Regions from separate parts of the Hordeum vulgare genome. Here regions 1 and 3 are each linked to region 2. The links are chromatin contacts, called in public Hi-C maps. All regions are on one chromosome and are shown on one strand. The core of a region is the stretch at or near the end of the contact, and the rest is flanking DNA. Distances in the headings are between cores, read along the strand shown. Region 1 overlaps LOC123442897 (protein NDL1-like). Region 2 has its middle 63 kb from the start of LOC123442898. Region 3 has its middle 110 kb from the start of LOC123442899.

Region 1 (4,323 bases), core at 605-3,104, 290 kb before region 2:
TGTACCTGAGCTATCTGTTGATAATCTCGCGGATCAGGTCGCGGATGTTCTTGATTTCTTCGGGTAAAATATCTGATAATTGGCTTACTTTCTTGTTATCCTGTCGGTGCCTAAAGGAGTCCTCTGATGTTATTGTGGCATTGTTCTTGCAGTTTAGGGTCTGTGATGTGCATGGGTGTCACCGCCGGTGCCTACGTGCTTACCCTCTTTGCAGTAAGTGGTTGCACGATTAGTCCTTTAAAGCTTGCTATCTGATTTTGGCTAACGATTTGTTTTATATGTTATCCCAGGCAAAGTACAGGGAAAGGGTTCTTGGCCTGATGTTGGTTTCACCTCTATGCAAAGCCCCATCTTGGAGTGAGTGGTTGTATAACAAGGTAACAATTGACACTTCAGTTTCAGCCATGAATTTATCAGTGCCTTAGTACTTATTGGTGTATACTAACCTCATATTCTGGTCTTTCAGGTATTGCTAAACTTACTTTATTATTGTGGTACTAGTGGACTAGTGAACGAATGCCTCCTTCAGCGGTATTTTAGCACGGTATATTTCGTCCTCCATTAGCTTGTTCTGTTTACACCTTGTACAGGAAGTTCCACTGAACATCTTTTTTCTGCTACGTACAGGAAGTTCGTGGTAGTGGACAAGAACCTGAATCGGAAATTGTCCAGGCCTGTAGAAGTGTAAGTATTTTTCTCCCCTTTGCAGCTTTCTAGTGTTTTTTCTAGAATGTCAATTATCTCTACAGTTTCAATATCTGACTGAGGTCATGATTACCTTTTTATGCAGTTACTTGATCAGAGGCAGGGTGTTAATGTATGTCGATTCCTTAAAGCAATAAACGAGTGAGTAAACAATAACTTTGCTAGGCATTACCTGTAAATACCAAACAAATTTGGAGCTCAGCTCACCCAGTTCATCAACCTCCTCCATCTATCAGGAGGCATGACATAACTGAAGCACTGAAGAAGCTCCGGTGCCGGACGCTGATTTTCGTGGGAGAGAACTCACAGTTTCATGCCGACGCTGTCCACATGACCACGAAACTAGATCGGAGATACTGCGCCCTAGTCGAGGTACCACACATTTCAACAATCCATATGATCACTTGGACCTATACCCAGAGCAAGGCAGGTTCTGAGTAGTGTTTTTGTGGGCAAATCGCAGGTTCAGGCATGCGGGTCGCTGGTCACCGAGGAGCAGCCACACGCAATGCTGATCCCGATGGAGTACTTCTTGATGGGATACGGGCTCTACAGACCGTCCCAGCTCGAGAGCAGCCCCCGCAGCACCCTGAACCCGTTCTGCATATCGCCGGAGCTGCTGTCGCCCGAGAGCATGGGGGTGAAGCTGAAGCCCATCAAGACTCGGACCTCCCTCAATGTTTAAACAACATGTGGTGGGAGATGTTGGATGGCCTGACGATGCAGCTCGCAAAGGAGCAAAGATTGCTTTGGTCGAGCTGATCGGAGCACGGTCACCATCGCGAGACAAGTTTTGATACCTTCCGGTACCTTGGCACGCACGCACGCATGCATAGATTGATACGTTAATGGCAGCATTTGCTGTAGATTGCTGTAAGCCTGTAATCTACGTCGTCTGGGATAGGCAAGGGGAATAGGGTTGAGGTTGTAGTGGAGGAATACGGCTGTTTGTTTCTTTGTTGATATGCTTTGTAGTATCCCACATCACATGTGTATATGTCATCAGGTCATTTCACACAGGAAAGCAATATATAATATATATATGGTAAAGCAGAATCCTGTCTGTTGTCGAGTCTCTTGGCACAGGCTTTTGCCTTTGCTGAAAGTTTAGCCTGACTGGCTGTGATGTGCCCTGCTGGTGGCGAGCTATTGCTGTATGCGTCATGGATTGGGTGATCCATTGGTGGTTGGTTCGTTGTGTGTGGGTGAGTGGTGGTTCTACCATCGATGGCTCAGGCCCTCTCTCCCTGCTATGTCTTGGTTCCTTGTAGCTTTCCGCTGTACCAGCATTGGACACATGCAAAGCATTGTGTGTGCACGCCATTGTATGCCAAGCTCAAAGCTAACGTAAATGGAGCTCAGCCGCAGCACCAACGTCCTAGTTGGACACGTGCAAAGGGTTGTGTGTACTCTTTTTACTTCGCGTATTAGATTTCGGTCAAGTCAAACTTTACAAAGTTTGACCAACTTTATATTAAAAAATATCAGTATCTATAATACCAAATATATACATTATGAAACTACATTTCGTAAAGAATCTAACAATATTGATTTGGCATGGTGAATGTTCATAATCTTTTCTATAAGTTTAGTCAAAGTAGAGATACTTTGACTTCGGACAAAACTTATATGCAGGCTAAAAAGGACCGGAGGGAGTACCAGGCAACTTGGTGAAACAGAGAAGACCAACAAAACACTGTCAAATCGACAATTATGCAACAATTGAATTAGATTTGGAAGCATAATCTAATGGTACTAGGCATATACATGTATGACAGCTTTCTTTTTGTATGTAAACCGCCACCAAGATCAAGCCATCCTCGTCGTATGTTGATGAGAAGATCTCTTGCTTCATGGATCCGTGGCAGTTTTCTTCTTTGCCAATTGGTATTTCAACCCTTTCTTGTCATTGGCAGAGTCAATGGAGATTGTTGATCCTTGAACGGCTTCTCCGTTCATCAGCATCTTGGAGATAGTTGTCATTCTGTTCTTTTCTATCCACCTTTTTATGGGCCTTGCACCGTATAACTGTGGAAAGCCAAATAGTATTGGTTATCAATAACATGAGGAAAATGGCTTGTTATTTGAATAGACAAGCTAGACTGTATGACTACGTTGCAAAGGAAAAACACTTAGGCCTTGTTCGGTTGCAATGGATTTGGAGGGGATTGGAGTGGATTGGGGAGGATTAAATCCCCTATAAGTCAAAATCCATCTCAATCCCCTCCAATCCTCTCCAATCCCCTTGTGATGAGGATTAACTGAACAAGCCCTTACTGGATTGTGTGACTCTGACGAAATGACATCCAACATAGCATCACTTCGAACAAGAGATATGCCCTTGCCGGCTACTCTAGCAAATGCACTCTTCATTTGGATATTCACGATCTCTTTCAGTTGATGGTGTCAAAGCGGCTCAAAAATACTACAATCTCGCCTAATCTGTTGAGAAATTCAGGCTTAAAGTATTTTTGAACCTACACCAATAAATATATATCATAATGAATCAATGAGCAGCTGGTTATTAAATTCTATGTGGACTATTTGTGATTCACAAACCTGTTCAATGAGAAGGTTCCGCGAAGCAGCCGTTGTCTTTTCTCCAACCACTCATACTTTTAGGTGCTCTGCCCCAACATTTGAAGTCATAATAAGCAGGGGCGGAGCTGGAGCAAATGTTACCCGATGCATCACATTAAAAAGGCTTAAAAAGTTAAGCGACGAATGTATTGAATAAAGGTGTGTTTCATAAGTTGTAGCACACATGATTGGATATAACAAAAAGCAGTTTGTAAAAACAAAATGTAGCCATCAAAATGCTTACTATAATAATAAAACAATGATCAAAATTACTTGAAAAAGATCATGTTGTGTTTCCAAATTCTAATTATCGGACAACAAGGTTTAATAACCTACAAGGTACAAATAGAATTAAACTTACTAGTAAAACATTTTCTTCCAAATTAGGATGGTAACCTTCTATCAATTTTATCTTGCCCGGATCATTACTGATTTTTTTCTCTTCCCTATTTATATCTTCCGGAACATCCTCTGATGAGACTTTTCTTTCGAGTATAAACTTGTCCATAGTATCTGTATTTGACAAATTATAGATCACACCTGAGACATTCAGACTTGTATAGATAAATAAAATATACCCCGGTAAGTAGTTACAACCCAAGAAAATGCCACACCCATTTGTTATTTGTAATCCAGGGATGCACACACAACGTACAACAATACAGGAACGAAGATTCAAGACTAGAAAGGTGGCCAAATTACCGAGCTCCAGACCGACCGATGGCGTGCAACGTCGCTTGCGTGCGTGGTGTTGTGGCAAAATGGACAAATTTGACCTCTTTGCTGAATGAATTCACATACTGAACCTAGTTCAAAGAAATTTCATCGAGATGACCCTTTTGTGTGGCGTCCGACGCGTAGGCGCCACACTACACTGTGTGACGCCTAAGCCATCGGCGCCACACCCCGTCCACGCTGACACTGCATGGCCCACCCTCCGTTCGTGTGACGCCTAAACCTCAGGTGTTGCACATGCTGCAGTGTAACGCCAAGGGCTTAGGCACCACACATGCACTTAGGCCGCGGGCTGCATAACCT
Region 2 (4,428 bases), core at 1,384-3,883:
TACTCCTTCACTGGATCGATACCTTGGTTCTCAAAACTGAGGGAAATACTTACCACCGCTACGCTACATCACCCTTTCCGCTTCGAGGGAACACCAACGCAAGGCTCCAAGGCCACGGGGAAATCCTTTGCATATATTGCCTAGGAAGTCCCTAAAGGCGTAGCCGTATCAGAAGGATTCCTGGTGTCGTTGCTCAGGAGTATCAAGGCAAGAACAGTCTCCCGTCAGCACGTGTTTCTGGCGCCGTTGGAAGGTCTTTTGTTGTAGTAGCAGTATGCGGATACCGATGATCGAATCTCGGGCAAGTAACATACCGAAGGACAAAGGGAATGATATACGGGATTGCCTGAATCCTTGACACTGAGGTTCAACCGATAAGTTATTCGGAGAATATGTAAGATCCAATATGGGCATCCAGGTCCCGCTATTGGATATTGACCGAGGAGTACCTCAGGGCATGTCTGCATAGTTCTCGAACCCGCAGGGTCTGCACAATTAAGGTTCGGTGATGTTTTAGTATAGTTGAGTTATATGTGTGGTTACCGAATGTTGTTAGGAGTCCCAGATGAGATCACGGACGTCACGAGGGTTTCCGGAATGGTCCGGAGACGAATATTGATATATAGGATGGCCTCATTTGGTTACCAGAAAGTTTTCGGGCAGTACCGGGAATGTACCGGGAGTGACGAATAGGTTCCGGATGTTCACCGGGGGGAGCCAGCCCACCCAGGGAAGCCCATAGGCCTTAGGGGTGCCGCACCAGCCCTTAGTGGGCTGGTTGGACAGCCCAAAAGGGCCCTATGCGCAGGAGATAAAAAATCAAAGAGAAAAGAAGAAAAAAAGATGTGGGAAGGAAGGGAAGGACTCCACCTTCCAATCCTAGTTGGACTAGGATTGGAGGTGGAATCCTCCACCTCCTTGGTCGGCGGACCCTTGGGGTCTTGGACCCCAAGGCAAGCCTCCCCACTCCTCCTCCTATATATAGTGAAGGTCTAGGGCTGATTTGAGACAACTTTGCCACGGCAGCCCGACCACAAAACATCACCGTTTTTCCTCTAGATCGTATTTCTGCGGAGCTCGGGCGGAGCCGTGCAGGAGTAGATCCTTCACCACCACCGGAGCGCCGTCACGCTGCCGGAGAACTCATCTACTTCTCCGTCTTGCTTGCTGGATCAAGAAGACCGAGATCATCGTCGAGCTGTACGTGTGCTGAACGCGGAGGTGTCGTCCGTTCGGCACTAGATCGAAGCGGATCGTGGGACGGATCGTGAGACGGTTCGTGGGACAGTTCGCGGGGCGGATCGAGCGACATGAGGACATTCCACTACATCAACGTGTTTCTTAACGCTTCCTGCTGTGCGATCTACAAGGGTACGTAGATCCAAATCTCCTCTCGTAGATGGACATCACCATGATAAGTCTTCGTGCGCGTAGGAAAAATTTTCTTTCCCATGCGATGTTCCCCAACAAGAAAGACTATAAGGGAGCCCCTTTGAAGAGAAGATTAGGATGCAACATTACAAAACAAAAAAGTTGACTTGCTATGTTGGTTAGGAAATATCTCACAAATGATGTATATCACTCATTGTGAGCATTATCTTCACAATCGTCCTAAAGTTGTGTTAGCGGCCCGATCCGTTTAAGCGGGAGCTTGCACGAGTATATGAGTTAGTTTTGTAAAACTTCTTGACCCTTTCGCCTAGTGTTGGGAAGGTCTTAGAAGGCTTTTTCTTCCAAGATATTCTTGGTTTTTCTTATCTTTTATCTTTCCTTCAATTTTTCTTCCTTTTTTCTTTTTTTCTTTTCATTTTTTGTACTTTACCATTTTTTAAACCAACATTTTCTATTTTTTAGATCCGTGAACAATTTTCATATATGTTAAATTGCTTCAAATTCATGAATATCTTTCTTATTCTATAAAATTTTCTGAATTCTTGAACACAACTAAAACTTGTTTGAATTTTCTGAACTCATGAATATGTTTCGAAACTACCAAAAAATTTAAAGTTCATAAACAATTTAAAAATCCACAAACAGTGTTAAAATTCTTGAACATGTTTTGAATTCCTGAATGTTTTCAAATAAATGAATATTTTTGGAATCAACAAACAATATTTCCAATTCACGAATAGTTTTCCAAATTCAGGGATATTTTTTAATTCATCAACAATTTCGAGAATTCATATAAAAATTCTAAATATTTTTTGAATTCTTGAACTATTTTTGGAATGCATGAACTTGTTTGGATATGTCGAAATGAATCATCATTTTTTTCAAATTCATAGTAACATTTTTCATTGTGGTGAACATTTTTTTACCCATTTCATACAGTAAAAACAGATGGAAAAAATCATGAAATGTTTTTGAAACAAAACGAAGCCCATAAAAAATTGAGTCTAAAAAAGGAAACCGATAATTGTTTTGTAAGAAAAAAAGAAACTCATAAATGATACTTCCTTTATAAATTAATATAAAAGTGTTTAGATAACTAAAATAGTGATCTAAACGCTCTTATTTACGGAGGGAGTACCTACGCTACGCTATAGTAACTAGCGATCCAACGTAATGAGCTGGCCCACCCGATGCTGGTACATGAGCGATTGCTCGGGACAAACATGGCCCAGCCCTTTATATTTAAGGCCCTAGAAAGAAAGATCAAATTAAGCAAGCTTGGGCCAGCATTGGGCCTGCCCACTCTAGTCTCGAGCTGCTTGTTTTCTCTTCCGGAATTGTTTCCTTTTTCCACGTTTTGAAATGAAAAACAGATTGATTTTCCGTCTGTTTTCATTTTTTTATAGACCCAGCTAAACCGCGGTCTTTCAATATGCTGCACCGGCGCGCCGGTCGAAACTTTTGGACGGCCGAGCGCGGGCCGCACGATCCACCAACCCCCACGCGTCCGCATCGTTGGATCTTCATGTAACATTTTTTTTTCTGATACAGCAAAATTCATCGCGATGCAGCAATTTTTTCAACGGTTGCAACAAAAAATAAATTTTGTAGCAAAAAAATATCTACGTGATCGTAGCAAAAAACGAAGCTGATGGTGCGTGGTAGCAAAAGTCAAAACGCCGGTTGTAACAAATATCTACGTGAACGTGTATGCAACTTTTTTAGTGAACGGTTGCAGCAAAAAATGATGCCGGTTGTAGTAAAAATTAACACGGTTGTAGCAAAAGTAAAAAACATCGATTGTAACGAAAAATTCGACGAACTGAAGTTGCAACCAAACGTATATGCAGCTTTTTACTGGAAAAATATAGCAAAGAAAAACCTTACAGCAAATATGATGCTGGTTGCAACAAATTTAGACGAAAAGTGTTGCATCCACTGAGCAACGAAGCGCGCGTGCGAAAAATGTTGCATGGCCCACGCGCGCGAGGGAGCGACCGACGCGCCGTAAGGAAACGTTTCCTTTCAATATTGGGTCCTATTTTATCACATCTAGATCTCACATCTAGATCTCACATCTAACAATGTCACATACAAGTATTCGCCACGTCACCTTATCATTATTCTTCTTTTTTAACTTATTGTTTGTTTGATTATATTTGTCAAAGAAAAAAAACAGAACAAATAAACTTTCCCGCACGTCCGTTGGGTGGGCTGGCCTATACGTCAAGCCACTACTATGATTTACTCGTATGGCACATCTGATCCCTAGCATTGAACAGTGCAGCCATGGATTTGTTCATTCTTGCATTGGTCACTATCTTCTTACCAGTACGTCTCTGATCGCTAGCTTTCAGTAGGTTACAAACGATATCTTTTCTTCTGCCTTTTGGTTTTTGCCCTTTTTCATCCTTACATTTTGTACATTAATTTTCAATAAAGATAAAGTTTGATCAAAACATGTACACGAATTTAAATAAGTATTTTCAAATTCGAAAAACGTTAATGAACACATTCTAATATACGGTGAACAATTTATTTTAAAATGTTCACAAATTTGAAAAAAAACTTCAAATTTGACACTGTTCACGGGCATTAAAAATGTTCATGGACTTCATTTTTCTTTTTAAAAAGTTCATGAATTTAAAATTCCCAAAAACAAATGGAGACAACTTTTAAAATGCAACTAGATTTTCTAAAATATGTTATGCAAAATTTAAAACATGGTGTTTCTAAAAATATGGGGTGCGGGTTGTGAGCCCATAATTGGCTTGGAACTGTGATAACAAAGACGAGCCGAGTTACGAGTCGAATACTGGACTTACGACCGGGACAACAACAACATATGATCTGAGTTGCGAGTCAAGCATGGACTTGCAATTAAGACAACTACGAAACAAATGAGCCAAGTTGCGAGTCGAGGATGGACTTGCGACGGGGACAAGAAAAAACTATGACCCTAGTTGCGAGTCGAGGTGTGGACTTGCAAGTGGAACAACAACAAACTATGGGCCCAGTTGTTATTCGAGCATGAAC
Region 3 (4,570 bases), core at 2,003-4,502, 330 kb after region 2:
GGCCAGTCTGCTAACTTTTCCCTTTGTTTTTTCTCTCAGATTTTGTAGAAAATCCACAACTTAGTAAACTTTTCCAAATCGAGTGATTCAAGTTTCTAAAATTTTGTTAAAATCCAACCTATTTAATGATGCCACTTGTGCATCATTTTTACAACTTTCTCTCCACTATCACTAATTAAATCCATATTTAGGTGCTTATATCCACTTCTTAAAATCCATATCTACATTTCTGTCACCCCAACTCCAAAACCAACACGAGTAGTATTTTTAGCTTTAATCCTAGTATTTAGCAAAAATAGGTTGAAATTTTTAGTAGTGATTTTATTTTCCTGTTTTTGCTATGGCCTTATTTGTGCCCGTTATTTTGCCACATAGATTACGTGGTTAACGAGGAAGTTGGACTAGAAGTATTTGAAGACTCCGAAGACTTTGTTGAGTGACGCAAGCATCCCTTGACCATGTTGACGAAACCACTTTTATCCATGTCATATAGCACTTTACTTAGTTGCATTGAAAGCATTATGATGATGTGGTGACAACCTTGCTAGGTTGGTATCCGATGCACTTCTTTTTGTTACTTGCATTGTGCATGGCTCCATGTGCCGTTGAGACTCGTGCGCGTGGGAAGTAGATAGGTGCAAGTAGTTGCTACGCAAGTGGAACAGGAATATGCATGATGATGGAAATGAAAGTATTGTCAAGAACTTTTCAAAAAATCCATCAGTTTCCACTAATGCCCGAGGGAGAAGATAAGATAGGTAAACGCTTGAGAAAAAAGTGATGTACCTCAGCAAATTGTGTGTGTTTTCAAAAATGAATTAGATATAAGATTTTTTGACTGTTCCCAAACTTACATGTCCGACCACGATAGCCCTTATGGGACGATGCTTTATCGGTTATTTTGGTAGATGCTAGCACAGAGCCTGCATTACTAGTGGCGAGAGAGCCGAGTCATTCTCTCGATACGGGGTCGTGCCTGGATGGACGACTATTGCTGTTTTCACAAACACCAGGCACACCGTTGTGTCCTCTCATGGATGATATTTGTTATGTACATCATGAGGGTTGTGTACGAATAAGGGGACTATTTGTTTAGTATCGTCACGGGAAATGTATTGTCCAGGTGCCTACCTCGGGTATGTAACATACCGCGAGTCGTGGCTTGATACGAAAGTTCCCTGAGTTTTATAGGTAAAGTGTGCAACCTGTGCAGAGTGTCAAACTATTTGAATAGTTGTGTCCACGATCAAGAATAGTTGGATGGTGCTTCTTAAACTATGTCCAAAGTTTTACAAACTTGGTGTGTGTGTGACAAAAGAGATACTTGAGCTAAGTCGGGTGACTTGAGAAGATGACTAAACTTGAGTTGCTCCAACTCTGTTCATATTGATATTTGTAACGTCAAGATGCGTGTTTACTCTTGATAGGTCATGACATTGCATTCAAAACTAGCTTTCGCAAAAGTACATACTTAGTGTTATACCATGCAATGTTTACTCTATTAGAAACATGGGTTGCTTGCGAGTACATTTCAAAGTACTCACTAGCTTGTCCCTAGCTATTTTATTGACGAGGCATGGAAGAGCAGGTCTATGATCAAGAACACCTCCGTGACGATCATGCGAATTAGGACGCTTTCTAGTGAGATGTGTGTAGGATTAAGGCAGATATCATGGGTTCACGCTATCATTGGAGATTACCATTGCCAGTTTATGTTTGATGTTTGGCCTTCATGGCCCTACCTATGTAAGAGACCATAATGGTCATAATTTGTGTAAGAGGATATGTAATGGATATAAGTCTCTTGTTATTCAGTTTATACGAGCATTGATACCGAGATCACTTTACACATGCATTCGGTAACTTCAAGTTATGAGTCAGGGTCCCCACATGCTCCTTACTTAACGTGCGGTTGTACGGGCGTATATGGCGTTTAGATGCAACAAATAAAAGATGGTAGCACAAGGTACATTCAAACCGGTCTGCATGTTTTATGTATAGGCATAATTCCATGTTACACGTAGATGGCGAAGTTTTTTTATCCCAAGCTCATATGCTCCATAATAAACAGTAAAATTTTAAAAATAGTAAAAGAGATCACATTTTTTTGACTTTTTTTAGTGATAAACATTGATTAATGTTTCAGTATTCTGCAAATTTTCGTGATGAAATAACATTCGTGGTGGTCTGGCCAATAAAAAAACAAAATCGATGCTTCAAAATGCTTCCAACAATAGTGTTTTTGAAACATCGATTTTGTTTTTTTGCCCGGTCCTATATGAATGTCATTTCATCAAAAAAAATTTCAGGTAGTTAGAAGTTTCATCAATGTTTATCACAAAACAAAATCAGACTTTTTTTTATTTTTTTACCAATTTTTAGACTTTACTGTTCATCAGGAAGCACGTGAGCTTGCGATCAAATACTCCTTGTCCGATGGCGAAAGTTCTCTTTTATCCCTGATGGCGACTTTTACCATTCCGATGTGTGTTTGCAATGTATTGAACGATGATGTTTTACTCTTTAATTATCAGTAGTAAATATGTGTGACTGCGTAGCGAGCAGAAATGCAACAACGAGCAAGGAAAGCGCGTCGGTGGACTCACGTAACCTTGTGAATGCTAATACCTATATTAATCACTGATGCATAAAACTGGCCTGCTTAGTAGTCTGGTCAAGAGCCCGAAGCATCGTTGTTAGAGACAAAACCCCATCACTAATCAGTCGACTCCACCACGGGAGGGAGGAAAAGCGAATACTGGTTGGTGGCCAGCCGCTATCGCGGTGTGATGATGTCTCCCCCGGGATACATTGGGCGCGGCACACATGAATACATGATCGATCGAGGTGGAGCGGCGTTACGTTTGTACTAGTCGCACATTTGGCGTTACCCGCTGAATTCCAGCGTCAGGGAGCCACTGCAAACTCATGATTCCTGGTACGGGTTGTGGATGGACACTGGAACCGGCCAAACGGATGGATTAGCGACATGTATGGGTAAGTAGCGGTTGTCATCCGCGCCGTACTTTTGTTTGGCGCAGGCGTTGCGTCGTTCGTTTGGTTCGGCCGGTGCCGCTGTGGTCGGCACAGCCGTTGGGGCGTGGCCACCGTCGTTTTCCGACGAGGTACGTGGGGTGCACGGTGAGCGCGTCAAAAGCGCCCAATCATGCGAAGACTAGTGCCCCTGTGCTCCCAGCTGCCCGGTGCCATGGCGTCGTGGCGCCGTCCGGCGGTTTGTGGTTGTGGCTGTGGCTAGGGCGGGCTTGACGACGCCGACATGCATGCACTGATGCGCCCAGGTGGCCCAACAGCGAGGAGCCGAGGACGTGGGCTGCTCCCAATAATTCGTACCATTTCCCTGACCACAGCTCGTGACTTCGTGAGCAAATTGCATCGCGGTGAGGAGCCATTCCCAATCCCATCCATTCCGTACTCTTATTTGGCGCGGCTTGCATCGTTGGTTTCGACCGCCCCTGCGCTGGCACTGCTCTGCCCACTGTGGTCAGCGGCCCTGGCCACCGTCGTTTTCCGTCGGCATCTGGCCTCCATTGTTTACCGGCGAGGCCTAGGGTCGTATGTAGGGTGCATAATCCGACGCCCTAAATTTATAGTCCGGAAACCAGCGCGTCCAAGATTTACAGGACCCAGAAAAATAAAATTTGCAAAGGATTGGGGAAAGGAAGAGAAAACGGGAGAGTATAAAAAATAATGAATACAGAAAAGAAGAGAGGAGGAAAAGAAAAAAAGAAATTATAATTAAATAAAAAAATAAAAAATTGATAAACTTAGATTTTTTTTTTGTAAAACTGAACGAAAACCGAACTAGATACGGTAAAACTAGACAAAACGTGGAAAAAAAATGCTAAAATCACATGTATCTAGTGGAAAAACCGTAATACTGAAACAAAAAAATTGAAATATCAGTTTCTAGAAAAACAAAGGAACAAAGCCTAGTGCTTGCTTTACTCACATAGGGCAGCCTCGCCTAGGTGAACATAATAATGGGCCAGCCCAGCACATATCGATTTTTGGTTTTCTTTCCAAATGTATTTTTTGTAAATCGTTTTTCGGTTTTTTTTTCTTTAGTTTTTTCAATTGTTTTGTACTTCCACACATTTTAAATATATATTATACAAGACACTTCACATCAAAGAATATAAAAATGTTAATAATGTCAAATGTGCGTAGAAAACTATTTCCCATGCATAGGAAAACGTATACAAGATTATAGAGTGGGTATAAAAAAGTTGATAACGTATTAAAAACGTGAATAAATAATTTAAATTTTTTTTACCAAATATTTTCAAAAAAATAATCAAGAATTAGTTCTTTCTAAAAATGTTATAGGAAAAATATTTCTCATATCTACGAAAACAATATACAAAAAATGTGCATGTGTATGAAGAAATGTTAAATGATTAATAAAATGTTAAATGTCTAGGAAAAATGGAAGCATAATTAAAATGTACAATTTATATTGAATTAAAAGGTCTTCAAAATATATATATTTATAAACAGTTAATTTGTAATTTAGAAATGACAAACAAGTAATAAAAATGTTCCTAGTGTA

Evidence for each region. A called contact is a pair of places that touch in the nucleus more often than the background predicts.
Region 1: a contact with region 2 is called in a Hi-C map of leaf, with 2.7 times the contacts expected there. The contact joins two enhancer-like sites. A contact is called at or near these places in 2 of 6 Hi-C or Micro-C datasets (leaf and seedling).
Region 3: a Hi-C map of seedling shows a contact between it and region 2, with 5 times the contacts expected there. The contact joins two enhancer-like sites. A contact is called at or near these places in 2 of 6 Hi-C or Micro-C datasets (leaf and seedling).

The regions. Positions count from the first base shown.
Region 1 is chr3H:44,830,272-44,834,594 of MorexV3_pseudomolecules_assembly, forward strand. It overlaps LOC123442897 (protein NDL1-like), which reads left to right. Exons shown (of 11, transcript XM_045119077.1): 4 at 1-63; 5 at 153-213; 6 at 291-377; 7 at 467-544; 8 at 628-684; 9 at 791-846; 10 at 942-1,077; 11 at 1,169-1,758. The coding sequence ends at 1,390. Among protein-coding and RNA genes, the nearest start is that of LOC123442897, 3.4 kb to the left of the region's middle. Within about 2 kb of position 1,855, at least 2 of the 3 cell types and tissues checked have open chromatin away from gene starts, as enhancers often do. A contact at or near this core is called in leaf, where this site is marked.
Region 2 is chr3H:45,121,443-45,125,870 of MorexV3_pseudomolecules_assembly, forward strand. No RefSeq gene overlaps it. Among protein-coding and RNA genes, the nearest start is that of LOC123442898, 63 kb to the left of the region's middle. Within about 2 kb of position 2,634, at least 3 of the 3 cell types and tissues checked have open chromatin away from gene starts, as enhancers often do. A contact at or near this core is called in leaf and seedling, where this site is marked.
Region 3 is chr3H:45,453,964-45,458,533 of MorexV3_pseudomolecules_assembly, forward strand. No RefSeq gene overlaps it. Among protein-coding and RNA genes, the nearest start is that of LOC123442899, 110 kb to the left of the region's middle. Within about 2 kb of position 3,253, at least 3 of the 3 cell types and tissues checked have open chromatin away from gene starts, as enhancers often do. A contact at or near this core is called in leaf and seedling, where this site is marked.